Regions from separate parts of the Zea mays genome. Here region 1 is linked to region 2. Evidence: chromatin contacts called from public Hi-C data. All regions are on one chromosome and are shown on one strand. Each heading gives the region's core, a stretch centred on a gene start, on an enhancer-like site or on the middle of the called end of the contact. The rest is flanking DNA. Distances are from core to core; before and after follow the strand shown.

Region 1 (6,441 bases), core at 3,367-5,866, 130 kb after region 2:
TAACCTACCCCTTCTGGGCACCAGGGCAAACAAGCACAATGGACCCGGGCTGCTGTGACACAGCGCACAGGCCCTTGGGGTTGCTCAAAGTGTGCGGTGTGCCAGCAGGAGAGCAGGTGGGCGCGAGCATCGTGGAAGACGCTGCGCGCGCGGAGCTTCCGCGGGGGTAGGCCGGCTTGGTCGGGGTTTGCGGGTGGGTGGGGGGTGGGGGTTGCCACACGTAGAGGGGGCGAGGTTAGTCTACACTAATGCCTTAATAGTTAGTAGAGATTACCACCCCTATTGTTATCCATAGCAGGATGGTCTTGTGATGCTTTGCCCTCTAGACACTGAACTAATGGAGTAGCATGGTTTCGCCAGATAAGCACAACTACTTGTGCCGTATCGACCACAGCACATCTCACCACACAACAGTCATTTGCCAACATACGAAAACGGACTTGCCATCTCCACCAGGACAACGTCTGAACCGCTCCACGCGCGCCGTTTCGTCTGGTTGCGGAGCGCAGGCAGCACCCCCGCCCGCTGCCATGGCTGATGGCTGCTAGCGCGGAGCGAAATGCCTCAACTGCCCCTTTCACGAACCACGCAGAGCGCCTCTCCTCCTGGACAGGAGCACCCCCTGCCAACGCCCGCCACCTGGCCTCTCGGCTCCGCAATCCCGCGCATTACAAAAGACCGGCCACACCGTGCAAGTAGGAGTAGCTAGAACTTGAGCGTGCATGCAGCTGTGGTTGTCATCCGTGCTCTCCTCGACCTCGCCTAGCTAGAGCTAGAGGCTCGTGGGCTGGGGGTGTCATCCACTCCGCCCCCCCTCGTCTCCTTCCACGCGCGGCCTACACGAGTGCCGCCACGAGCGAGTCTGCCTCTGGCAACACCGCGCCGCCACGTGGGTTGGGACTCGCGGTTTGGAACCCGAACACCAGTGCCCGGTCGCCTGCCACAGGGGAGGGCTAGTTTTGTTTTTCTAGTACTCGGACAGTGTCCTGCAAGCAACGGACAGAACTGACGGGAGCCCCGCCGCCTGCTGGCCTCGGCCCTCACTTCTCACATCCAGCGCCCGCCCGCCTCCGCTCTCTCGATCCTTCTCTATAAAGCTCGGCCTAGCCACCGACCTTCCGCTCCACACATCCCCGTCTGCGTCCCTCCATTGCGACCGAGCACGTACGCGCACCGCCGCGTGTCAGCCAGCCATGATGTCTACGAGCCGCGCGGTGAAGTCGCCGGCGTGCGCGGCTCGCCGGCGGCAGCGGTCCGCGAACGCGTCGAACCACACAGCGACGTTCTTGGACTACTTGATGAATCAGAGGTTCTACTGGACTACTTGAAAGATACATATGTCAGCTTGGCTAATGCAGAGGAAGGCGCGCCTCCAGATTCCTGAAAATAGTGAAAGTAGTAACTTCAAGTCAAAGTGGCATAGTTAGCATAATCTTATTAAGACATAGAAAACAGGTGATTATGGTGACCCAGGGTAGTAAAATCAGTGTTTATTATAATGCAGAATGTGATCACCTCGGTTTTAGTACTTGAATAGGCATCGGAACCTTGAACCCTGCTCACGACTGGACTATTTGAGTGTGGTCTCTGTGCAAAGTTCCATCTTGATGTAAGTGATCCGTCTTGGCCATCCTTCGCAATCTCACCCTTTGAATACAACATCTCCTGAACCATTTGGTTTGTAGCCCAGAACATGTCAGGTACAGAATAAGACCCTACAATTGGTGGTGCTTCGACTGAGGCAATCTATGGAGAAAGGGCAGTGTTTTGTTCACCTCTGCAGAAAGCGAGGGGCAATTATATCTCAACCAAGGTTTCTAAATGGAGGCAAATATTATCAACAGTGAGAAAATAATAATATACCAATATTGAATGCTTAACAGTAAAACCTTACTCGACAAGCTTGTCTGCATTTATGGATCGCTTGTTGTTGCATGATTCACATAACGAGGTGGAACTCAACTGAACTTGGTTGTTGAGTTGTCCCCGAAGATCAGAAACCTTTTGCTTCAAGTTCATAATATCAGCTTCAGCGGCAACAACTTCCTCAAGATCAGCCTTAGTCTATTATCAACGTAAAGAAAAAAAACTTAAAATGGTGAAAAACATTATCTACCTCAATAGCCAGATTCAGAAAGGATACCTTGGTGTCTATCGTTGAGGGGAAGGACACTTGTCCTCTTCGCATATTCATTAGCCCAGACTCCAGAGAAGCCCTCAAACTTCCCTCCTTCAGTAGCTGGTCTCGTAAATTTTCCACCTGTTGAATGTGCAAAATGAAAATATTCTTGTTGAACAGAGAAAAAAAAGCAGAACATTGCAAGCACAACAAAACAATTCCCGAAACATGTAAATACAACATAGTTCTGAGTCAAACAGATATCAAACAGGAGAGACAGAAATCAGATGGCAGCTGAAATACTGGAAGAAGGATGGAAGAATCCGCATGTTAAGTTCGTGCTCTATACTTCTATATCTAGTGTACAGAAGTAGAATATATGGTCCAGTGCCGGATGGATACATGGCTATGACAAAGTGAGATTTTAATATTTTAATAATGCTTTTCTAAATGGCATTGCCCCCACCCTCCCTCGATGAGCCCTCGAGCAACCTGAGTGCCCTATGAAGAAGCTTTTGGGCCTCATCGAGATCGCCAAGTGCCTCATAGATGACAGGAATCTCCATTAAGCCTCCAGCGATCTCATCAGGAGCAGCACCACTCACCCCTCTAGTCGGGCTCGACAGGCTGCAGCTGCTGGTAGTCGTCGCCGCCGGCTGCACCGGCCTCAGGCTCGCTGTCGGCAGACGATTCTTGTGTCGGCGCCACGACTGTGACAGCGCGCTCGAGGACAGGGATGGCGTCGACGTGGCGACCGAGCCCGCAGTGGATGGCAGCAGCCAGTGGCAGACCTAGGATTTTTGTATAGGGTGTGCCACAACAAATTTTTTTTTATATAATTCTATCTAATATATAATTTTATAGTACATTCGGTATTTAACATAACAACTAAGCATCAAAGTTGCATACATTAGATTACAAACAGTTTGTTTGAACATGTTTAGGCTTAAAAATTACAAAACTATTTATCCAGCATACTTATGTTTCCGCCACACATGACAAGAAAAGTTGAACATCATAACATAAATTTTACTTGAAAATTACGGCGGTAGAAAATCCATCAGTCTGGTTATTGTTAACAAGGGTTGCAAAATGACCGACCTATATTAATTAAATGACGATGTTCAATTAGATCTTTTTAGGATTCATACAGACTATCCATGTGATGTACGAAGCATGTGTGATCAAATGGAAACGAGATTATCTGAATTGGACGAGAAAACCAACATTTCCTTACCAATTCAATTAAAGTAATCATCCTTGTACCATAAGGAGAAAAGAGAGGAATAAGGCACCATGTACTTCCAGCTTCAGCAGGTGTCTCGGAGCAGAAAAGGATGCTGCAATAATTAAATCCAATGAAGTTATTATACTACTGCATCCACATTACAAGAAAATAAAGTCAAACACCTACTAATGCAAAGCTTAGAAATTGGGAATTAAAAATCGCAATTGCTATTGTGGAGACCAGATCAGTGCTCACCGGAGGAGTAGAGCACTGGATGAGACCTTTGTGTCTACCCTGCCCAGCCAGCCAGGAGGCAGTGGACACGGTCGGTTGCCAGGCGGGGCACGACGTTGGAAGTTGGAGCCGCGACGGCCTGGTGGCTAGCGCTGGCCAACCCCGGCTGTGGGTAGGCGGCACGGACCTGCAGTGACGATGAATGCCGGCGTATGTTGGACGCGGTCGGTGGTTCCCTGTTCTTCTTGGCAGCTTCCTCGCGTATGTCCAGGTGTAGCTCTGGCCTTGCTCTTGCGTCCACCGCGGCGGCGCGACTGCTCCTCGTCTCCTCTCTTTTCCTCTCGGGGCTTTGCGCGCCCCGGATTGAGCTCGGAGCGTGCGGCGGATTATGCGGCGGTCACGGCGCGACGGACGGGATTGCGGCGGGGGGCTCGAGATTGTTGGTAGCCGCGGCGAACGGATTGCGTCGCCCCTATCCAAATCCTTCTGTGAATCGCGCCGTGGATACGATTCCGGAGGTCGGACGGGCGGGGTTGGCGGGCGGTTTGCGGCGTGGCGGCGACGAATACGGAGGTCGGGCGGGCGGGGTTAGGGACGGTTTACGGCGGCGATGAATACGGAGATCGGGCTGTCGGGGTTGGCGGGCGGTTTGCGGGGTTTTCCTGGAGCGGGGGCGGTCTACATACCGCTCTTAATTGTTAGTACAGATTTGTAGTCTAGGTGTCGCTCCACCTGCTTCCCCACCTTGTGGCAACACACGGGCATATACCTAGTATTGGTTGAACAGCTATCCTGGCCTGGTTTCAAAATGCATTCACTGCCGGTTTCTAAATTGACTTTCGTCGCCGAATTTGGAAGCGGCAATGTGTATTTGATTCTGATAGTGCTGACGTTTCATTACCGGCTACTCGACTGAAAGCGATACTACACATTCTTATTTTTTGAAAAAAAACAAAATCTAAACCTGGGCCAGCCATCGCCACACCGGGCCGCCAGCCCGCCACCCCTCGCACCCTCGGGAGCTCTGTCGCACAAGGCGTAGGCCTTTTCTTTCGGGCTCCGCTCCCGCACGTACGTGGGCTGGACCAATCCGTATAGTTTCGCTCCAGCCGCTCCTGTGCAAAAGAAGTGAAGAGAAATACTAGTATCACACAAGCCAGAGAGTCGTTATCCATCACTATGCCATATAAACCTTGTTTAAGTCATGCATGAAAATTTATGTTAATAACTCGTATCAGAGACCATTGAAATCAAAGAAAAAGATATCCCACTCTAACAAGAATAACATTCCACACCAAAATATAACATTAGCCATCTCATAAAATATAGAAAAAAGCCAACACAATAGAGAAAACTAAGTAAAAACAAAACAAAGAATGTAATAAAAACCAGTAACCAAAGTAAAATAAATATAAAAAACAAATATACCATAGAATACCTGAACACACTAATATGCATCATAGAACATCACATACATACTAATTGACCATCGTACGTACGTATATATGGAATATACAAAATAAACAATACAAGGTGGAAAATACAAATAACTATTTACAGTAAAATAAAGAAGTAGGAAAAACATAAATACCAAATGCTACATAAACATCATAAATTATCACATGTATGCTACATGAACCTTACAAAATCATTTGACCTACACGACATTATATTAGGAAGTGTTTGGTTGAAAAGTCAAGTAGAACGGAACCATTCTGTCCCAGTTTTGTTGCTGTTTGGTTACAAAGGAACTAGAACGGAATAGCTCCAATTAGGGAATATTCTTCTCAGATCCGGAACCATTCCGCTCCAAAAAATCAACTAGACGGAGCCGCTCCGTTTCCATCCCGCTCTCACAGTCACGCTCCGTTCCGTTCACTCTGCAACCAAACAAAAAACAGAGCCGCTCCGTTCCAGATTACCAAACACAGAACAGAGCGGCTCGTTCTTAGAATCAGGGATGGAACGACTCCGTTCTACTTGGCTCCTCAACCAAACACTATCTAAGGATAAGACCTTCTCACACGCAGGTCGAGAAAACCACCGAATCCCTGCCCATTCATACACAATGGCATCGTAGCCCATGTGAGAATGACCGCAACCGGCCACGGGGAGTCGAACTCAGGACCTGAGGAGTAGTACTCAGACCACCTAACGAACTCAGCTTGAGGCCCTTTCGCAAACCATCTTATACATCACATGTATAGTATATGAAAATATATCATGAACATCACATGATATAGAACATCATGAAATTAAATATGTCAAGAATATGACATATGTACTATATACATACCATAAAATATACCATATTACATGTACATTACATGAACGTCACAAAGCTGCACCTTATTTTAGCTGCAACTGTAGGTAGGTCTGTCTGCATGAAATTAACTAGTATCCGTTGTAGGTGTAACTAGAAACAGTTGATAAATGACCTTAAACCATTTTATGTATTAATTTTGGTGTGCTTTATGACCATCACAACCATACAGACTAACTAGTTTGTCTAGTCTTTGATTAATAGGTTAATGAGATCAAATTCAGAGTTTCTAAGTCAAAACCAACTCAAAACCAACCAAAGGGGGTAAAAGTTGGAATAGATGAACTAACAATAGTTCTATAGTTTGGATAATTTCTAAAGACTCCTAAGAAGCTAACTGACTCATCTAAAGAGGTTAGATATCTCAGTTTCAACTTTCAATTGGTTCCTAGAAACTGGTTGCGATAATGCCATTTACACAAATGGTTCATGTATTGGACCAAGAGTGAAGTTACCATCATCCATATAATCTTTTAATTTTTGTAGCAAGGAAGCAACCTCTATAATTGTAATGTTGCAACTCCTATTAACACTATT
Region 2 (6,134 bases), core at 1,993-4,492:
GTTTGATCATCAATGGTGTCGGTAACGCAAGCCACCGATGACTGGAAGTAGGGACATTCTACCCGAACCAGTATAAACCTTGTGCCCTCCGCGCATACCCTCCCGAGCCTGGAACGCGCACAATAAATTTACTTGTCGGAGCGAGGTACGAAACACTGACAGTGAGTGATACAAAACTTTGTGATCTTGCCTTACTGGCATAGAGATATTGAGAAGCATTGTGAGATCTATCCCATTCTTGGTCACTTGAGAAACTCAAAGATAATTGGTTTGCTATGTTCACTCTCTTGGAACTTTGTTCCTCAATGGCAAAGTGTTACTAACAAGCATCTAATGGTGTATGGGCAGTTGTGGTTCTCCTTGTTAGAAGGGCTAGTATTCCCACTGAAAAGGAAAGGAGACTTCTAGGTGAAAAGGTGGAAATAGGTCATTTTAGGTCTAACCAAGAGTAGACCTTATTGGGTTAGTCATTACTTCCACAATGAAGACGTAAGGCACCTTTGAGGTAGCCTGAACTTTGGTCAAACAAATTCTTATGGTTGTCCTTTGGTTTGCCTTGCACTTGTTTATATTGCATATTTCTATTTGTGTTTTCGTTTGTGCTACTTAGGTGTGGTGATATGTTTATAGGGAGTGTGTGAAAGTGCTCACACATTAATAAAAAAGGCATACACTATGTTGTGTCAATGTAGAGTAGGAGAAAGGGTCAGGTCACATTTGGGCGCCAGACAACAGAAGCAGAGGGTGTCTCAGAACTTCCAAGAAGTCAACCAAGCCGCCCTTGCTACCCGATGAGGTTGGGTTTGCACCCAAAATCAGCGAGGCCATCTATCCAACTCGGTCATGCTTGGTTTTCCTCAGTGACCACTACTTTCATATTTTACAAGTTGATATATTTCTTGAAAATTTTTATAGTGTCTTTTCATCTTCCCTCAAGGTACCAAAGCATTCCTTTAATTGTACCAGAGTAAGGTCTGATGGTCAAGCGTACCCATTTTTTAGGATCGATGTCTACCACATGTGAGGTGTCGTTTGAGCTACTCGGCAAGGATGGCTCAGAGCTTGTGTTAACAAGACATAAATAGTACGTGAAATTATGGACCATCTAGTCCCACTTCCTTTTTTAAGATTATACGATACAACATAGAGGATCATAACGCACGCACATAGATCCTAGTCATACGAACACTTTCGAAGACTCCTCGAGACAAAATTGATGAAGTCATTGCATGCGCCACACCGTTGATGCGAACATCGCCTACCAAGGAAAGTACAAAAAGTCGTTGAATCCTAAAATATTTACTCCCATGAAAAGTCAAACACAAGTCCTCTGTGGAGGCTCTTATAATCACTATGCTACACACTTTTATTCCCATTTCAACTAAAACATGATATGGGATTATTCTACCTCAATTATCTTAATTGAGACAAGATCATTCCATCCTACTGTATTCGTGAACCAAACATACCCTATACACACTTAAGTTACACTTGGAGTACACAATGTCTAGAGCCATGTCTACGGTCTAGAATTGTTTTTTTCGTACAGTATAACTTTATTATCGGTAGGGCACAAGTATTTAGGGCACGAGTTGGAGAGGAACCCTACCCTAAAAACTGAGGTCTACATAGGTCCATTACTCTATTCCAACTAATTCTCCATGCCATCCAGCAGCATGACTGCATTGAGACCTAAAGATGATAAGAAGAGAGAGAGTCAATCGTAGTAGTAACTCTTGCGGAAGACGTTCTTGTCTCCCGCTTTGACTCTGTTTACATTTGTTAAAAAAACAAAAAAAGAGTGTCATACGTACGTGTGTGCTCCGTACTGAATGTGTCTGTCTGGTCAACAAATTTGAAAAGCCGGCCATTACCATGCGTTTGGCGTTCGTACAAATTGCGATATTTAAGATATATACTGCATATTGTTTGTTTGGTAAAGAGATATTTCTTTGCCTTTATTTTTTTTATCAAATTAATTACTTACTGAAATACCACCGAGGCGGCGATTGTTATTATTTCGTCTAAGAGATCTTTACCGTCAAATGTATGGGGTGCAATTTTTGTTTATTATATTGGGCCTCAATAATCACCCCAAAACTCTTCTTAAAAAAATGAACTAGTAGTAATTCGGAGCTCACGCAAAGAGAAGAAAACTGTAAAGGATAGTTTGGAAACCCCAATTCTCCAAGGGATTTCTATTTTCATAACGTCCTGTTTGGATCATTAGAATTGAATTTCATTCTAATAATAATAATTTAGGCATATATCAATTAAGCTAATTCAGTTTTATATAAAATATATTTGTATACTATTATTAGCAAGATGTCGGAGATATTTATGCGCTATATTTTTACTATAGAGGAATGAGACGAATAGTGTCACGTAAGTTAGAGTAGAAACAAATTCTATTACTGTATAAAATCATTTCCCATCCCTCACCCCATAAATTTGAGATAGACTAATATCTGAACTTTGGAAAGTGGTGGAATGTCAAATTCCAAACTAAATAAGTTACTTTATTGAGTGAATTTCAATTCCTCTAAAATGAAGGGATTCAAACGCATCGTAAGAGAAATTAGTTCATTTTCCGATGGGAAAATAGAAAACTCTTAGAAAATTGAGGTTCCTAAACTAACTCTAAAGGTAAAAAACAATCAAGCGAAATAGAATCAGAATAACTGTACAAGATAAGGCTAAAAAATTGATTAGGAATCAAGAGAAATGCAGCTCGATTGGGATTAATTGTTTATGCTGTTACATGGACGGGATGGCGGAGATTCACTCGTTGCCGTGCAAGAAACACTTGGCTTCTAGGCTCAGCTACTCCTCACCCGGTCACTCTTTTTCCCGCCAAAGAATAAGGGCAGCTAGTTCCTTGTTAAGGACGGAAACATGTACAGTGACACGCTGTTACCACGAGTTAAATGAAAGCAACCACACAAAGATTAGACTTAGACATGTTTATTAATTTTCCATAAAACACAACAAATAACCATGACTAAACTCCAGTGCTCCTAAGTAATATCCATCACTATGAACAAACGACGGCAGCCAATCACTCGGGCACGCGACGGCCACGTATCCGTGCGGCAGCCGCGTGCGCGCGCCCGGAAACGCACCGCCAGCACCCGGTCACCAGACCACCCCACCGGTGGCCGCCGGTCGCCTCCGCCTGCGGGAACGCAGACGCAGACGCACACGCACACGCTACGGATAAATGACAACTACCCCCCTCCCTTCTCCGCATTTCTCCTCTCCTCTCCTCTCCCCTCGCTCGTTCGTCGCGTCCTCCTCAGATCAACAAACCGTGTCCTGCTGCTGCCTCTGGAAACCACCGGGGGATCGCCCCGCCCTTTCCTTCCCGCACCTCAGATCCTCCGTCCGAAAACGGCAGCTTCCGGAGGTGTCCCGTCTCCCTGCTCCTTCCGGCGCGACGGGTGGCACGGCTCGCGGATCCGGCGGTCTTCGGTCGACGGCGAGGCGGCGCTCGTCTTGGATCGGGAGTGGTTGCTGAGGCGCGGAGATGGTGGCCGAGGCGGAAGTCATGCATCAGTCCCCCGTTCCGGTGCTGGAGGTGCAGTACCACCGGCGCGCGACGACCAAGGGGGTTGACGACGTCGTCGGGATGTCCGCGCCCGCCCCCGCGGAGGTTGGGGTTGGGGTTGGGGTTGAGGTCGAGGTCGAGGTCGAGGTCGCCGTGGAGGTGCCTCGCATGGTGAGTTCCTCAAAAGCCCAGGCCTTTCTGTTCTTGTGTCGTTGGAAATTCCCTCTTTGACTGGGAACATTTTTAGCCTTTTCCTTGCAAGATTGCAAACCAAATTCCATGTTAGGTTTTGTTACTCCCTTTTACTACTACTGTTTTTCAAGTGTGCGGGACAAGCTCAGGGAGTCCCTTCCTCTTTCCATCCCCCTTTTCGATTTGGGGAAAAAGAGATTCGCTTGTGGATGCAAAAGGCTGATACACTTGCTTGAGAAAAAGCACGCAGCTCCTTTCTTGGGGGAGCGAGCTCTAGTGTGGTGGTTGCACAGCTGGAGGCCTCTCTCGTCAGGGCTCAGAAAGTGGGTGCTGAATTATTGGGCTCGTATCTGTAGTAGTGTTTGGTGGTGGTTGAGTTGTAAGTACGCTCTGCTTCTCTCCACAAGCTCGAATCACCAGATGAACCGCATGTGTAGTAGTATGTGACATGTCCTCACTCACCTCTTTAGGCGCGTAATCTGTCAATTGCATAGACCCTAATCTGAGCAGCAAGGAAGCAACCGTTCTGGAAACTGAGATGGTTTGGCCTGGACACGGTGTGTGTGTGTGCGTGTGTGTTGTTTGTTAGTTAGTTAGTTATTAGGAGGCAGCAATGGGCTGTTCTTCTTACTAATTATGAGCCAACAATGGGCTCTTCTTCTTACTGCTTTCTACCAAGAATGTTTAGTGCACTAATTGTTGTTTCTCTGTGTGTGATGAATGCAGGGGTTGGAGCAGCCTGATGTCGCACCAAGTTTATCCACGGACATGATACAGCAGTTTGTGCCCAACATCCGTTCTGGTAGCTTCGCCGACATTGGGCCTCGGAGGTATATGGAGGACGAGCACATCCGAATAGATGATCTTTCCGCCCATCTCGGCTCGATGTTGGTCTGCCCTCTGCCTAGCGCCTTCTACGGGGTAAGAGTCATTTCCTCTGTTAATTACTTTTCTCCAGCAAGCACTGCCACAGCTGACTGTATATGGTCCCTCTGTGTTATAGGTCTTTGACGGCCATGGCGGCCCGGACGCCGCAGCCTACATGAAGAGGCATGCGATGAGGTTCTTGTTTGAGGAAAGCGAGTTCCCACAGGCGTCGCAGGTGGATGAGGTGTACCTCGAGTCCGTGGAGAGCTGTGTCCGCAGAGCCTTCCTGCAGGCGGACCTTGCCCTGGCTGATGATCTGGACATCAGCCGGTCCTCTGGAACCACGGCGCTCACTGCATTAGTGTTTGGAAGGTACAGAAAGGAAGCTTGTGAAGCAGTGATAGATAGCTGCATCCACGCGTACACATTGATCTGAACACCGATCCCGCGGCTTGCTTGCAGGCAACTGGTGGTCGCGAACACGGGGGACTGCCGCGCGGTGTTGTGCCGGAAAGGAGTGGCGATGGAGATGTCCCGCGACCACCGCGCGAACCACGTGGAGGAGCGCGAGAGGGTGGCCGCGTCGGGCGGGTACATCGAGGACGGGTACCTGAACGGGGTGCTGTCGGTGACGCGGGCGCTGGGCGACTGGGACATGAAGGCGCCCGGCGCGTCGGCGTCGGCGGCGCTGATCGCGGAGCCCGAGTTCCGGCGGGCGACGCTGGGTGAGGACGACGAGTTCCTCGTCATGGGGTGCGACGGGATCTGGGACGTGATGACGAGCCAGCACGCGGTGAGCCTGGTGCGGCGCGGCCTGCGGCAGCACGACGACCCCGCGCGCTGCGCCCGGGAGCTGGTGATGGAGGCCAAGCGGCTGGAGACGGCCGACAACCTGACGGTCGTCGTGGTGTGCTTCGCGCCGGAGATGGGGTCGCCGTTTACACCGCAGCAACAGCAGGAGGAGGAGCTGCCCGCGAGGCCCAGGAGCTGCAAGAAGGGCCTGTCGACGGAGGCGCTGTGCAGCCTGAGGAGCTGGCTGGATACGGACCACCGGTAGAGGGAGGAAGAGCTGGGGGGTGTGTAAATACTGGAGTATTATGCTGACAGCAACACTGGTTGATTATGAGCGCTGGGCCATCTGTTGAGGATTTTACGTAGGCTGGTTCAGCAGCCAGCAGTTTTGTAGGTTTCGTTCTTCCTTTTCACCCTTGTTATCTAGTCGTTTGTTGTACATACATGTATGGATGCTGCTGATGACATCTGTGTGCTGCGCTCCATTGCCACCAACTTTCTTTTTACCGAGAGCCCAGTGAGAAGAGGATAGCGGAGCAGGCACAGCCACTGCATTTGACCACAGTTTTCAGGCACAGCGACACTGGGAAAGATCAATCAATCAACTTTGTCTTGAGCCGAGCAGGTAGCAGATGGGAGTGGACTACTACTAGTAGTGCCATTGCGGCGACAAACCGGGTTAGACAATATTATTATAGGAGACAGACAGGATATGATCGGCTGCCTAATCGACAAT

The links. A called contact is a pair of places that touch in the nucleus more often than the background predicts.
Region 1: a Hi-C map of leaf shows a contact between it and region 2, with 3 times the contacts expected there. The contact joins the enhancer-like site here to the promoter of LOC100279979 in region 2. A contact is called at or near these places in 4 of 25 Hi-C or Micro-C datasets (ear, leaf and tassel).

Annotation. Positions count from the first base shown.
Region 1 is chr10:87,476,560-87,483,000 of Zm-B73-REFERENCE-NAM-5.0, forward strand. No RefSeq gene overlaps it. Among protein-coding and RNA genes, the nearest start is that of LOC103641348, 16 kb to the right of the region's middle. Within about 2 kb of position 4,617, at least 15 of the 20 cell types and tissues checked have an H3K27ac peak or open chromatin away from gene starts, as enhancers often do. A contact at or near this core is called in ear, leaf and tassel, where this site is marked.
Region 2 is chr10:87,346,137-87,352,270 of Zm-B73-REFERENCE-NAM-5.0, forward strand. LOC100279979 reads left to right here and starts at 3,243. Exons shown (of 4, transcript NM_001152927.2): 1 at 3,243-3,718; 2 at 4,466-4,660; 3 at 4,743-4,978; 4 at 5,069-6,134. The coding sequence starts at 3,527. The coding sequence ends at 5,663.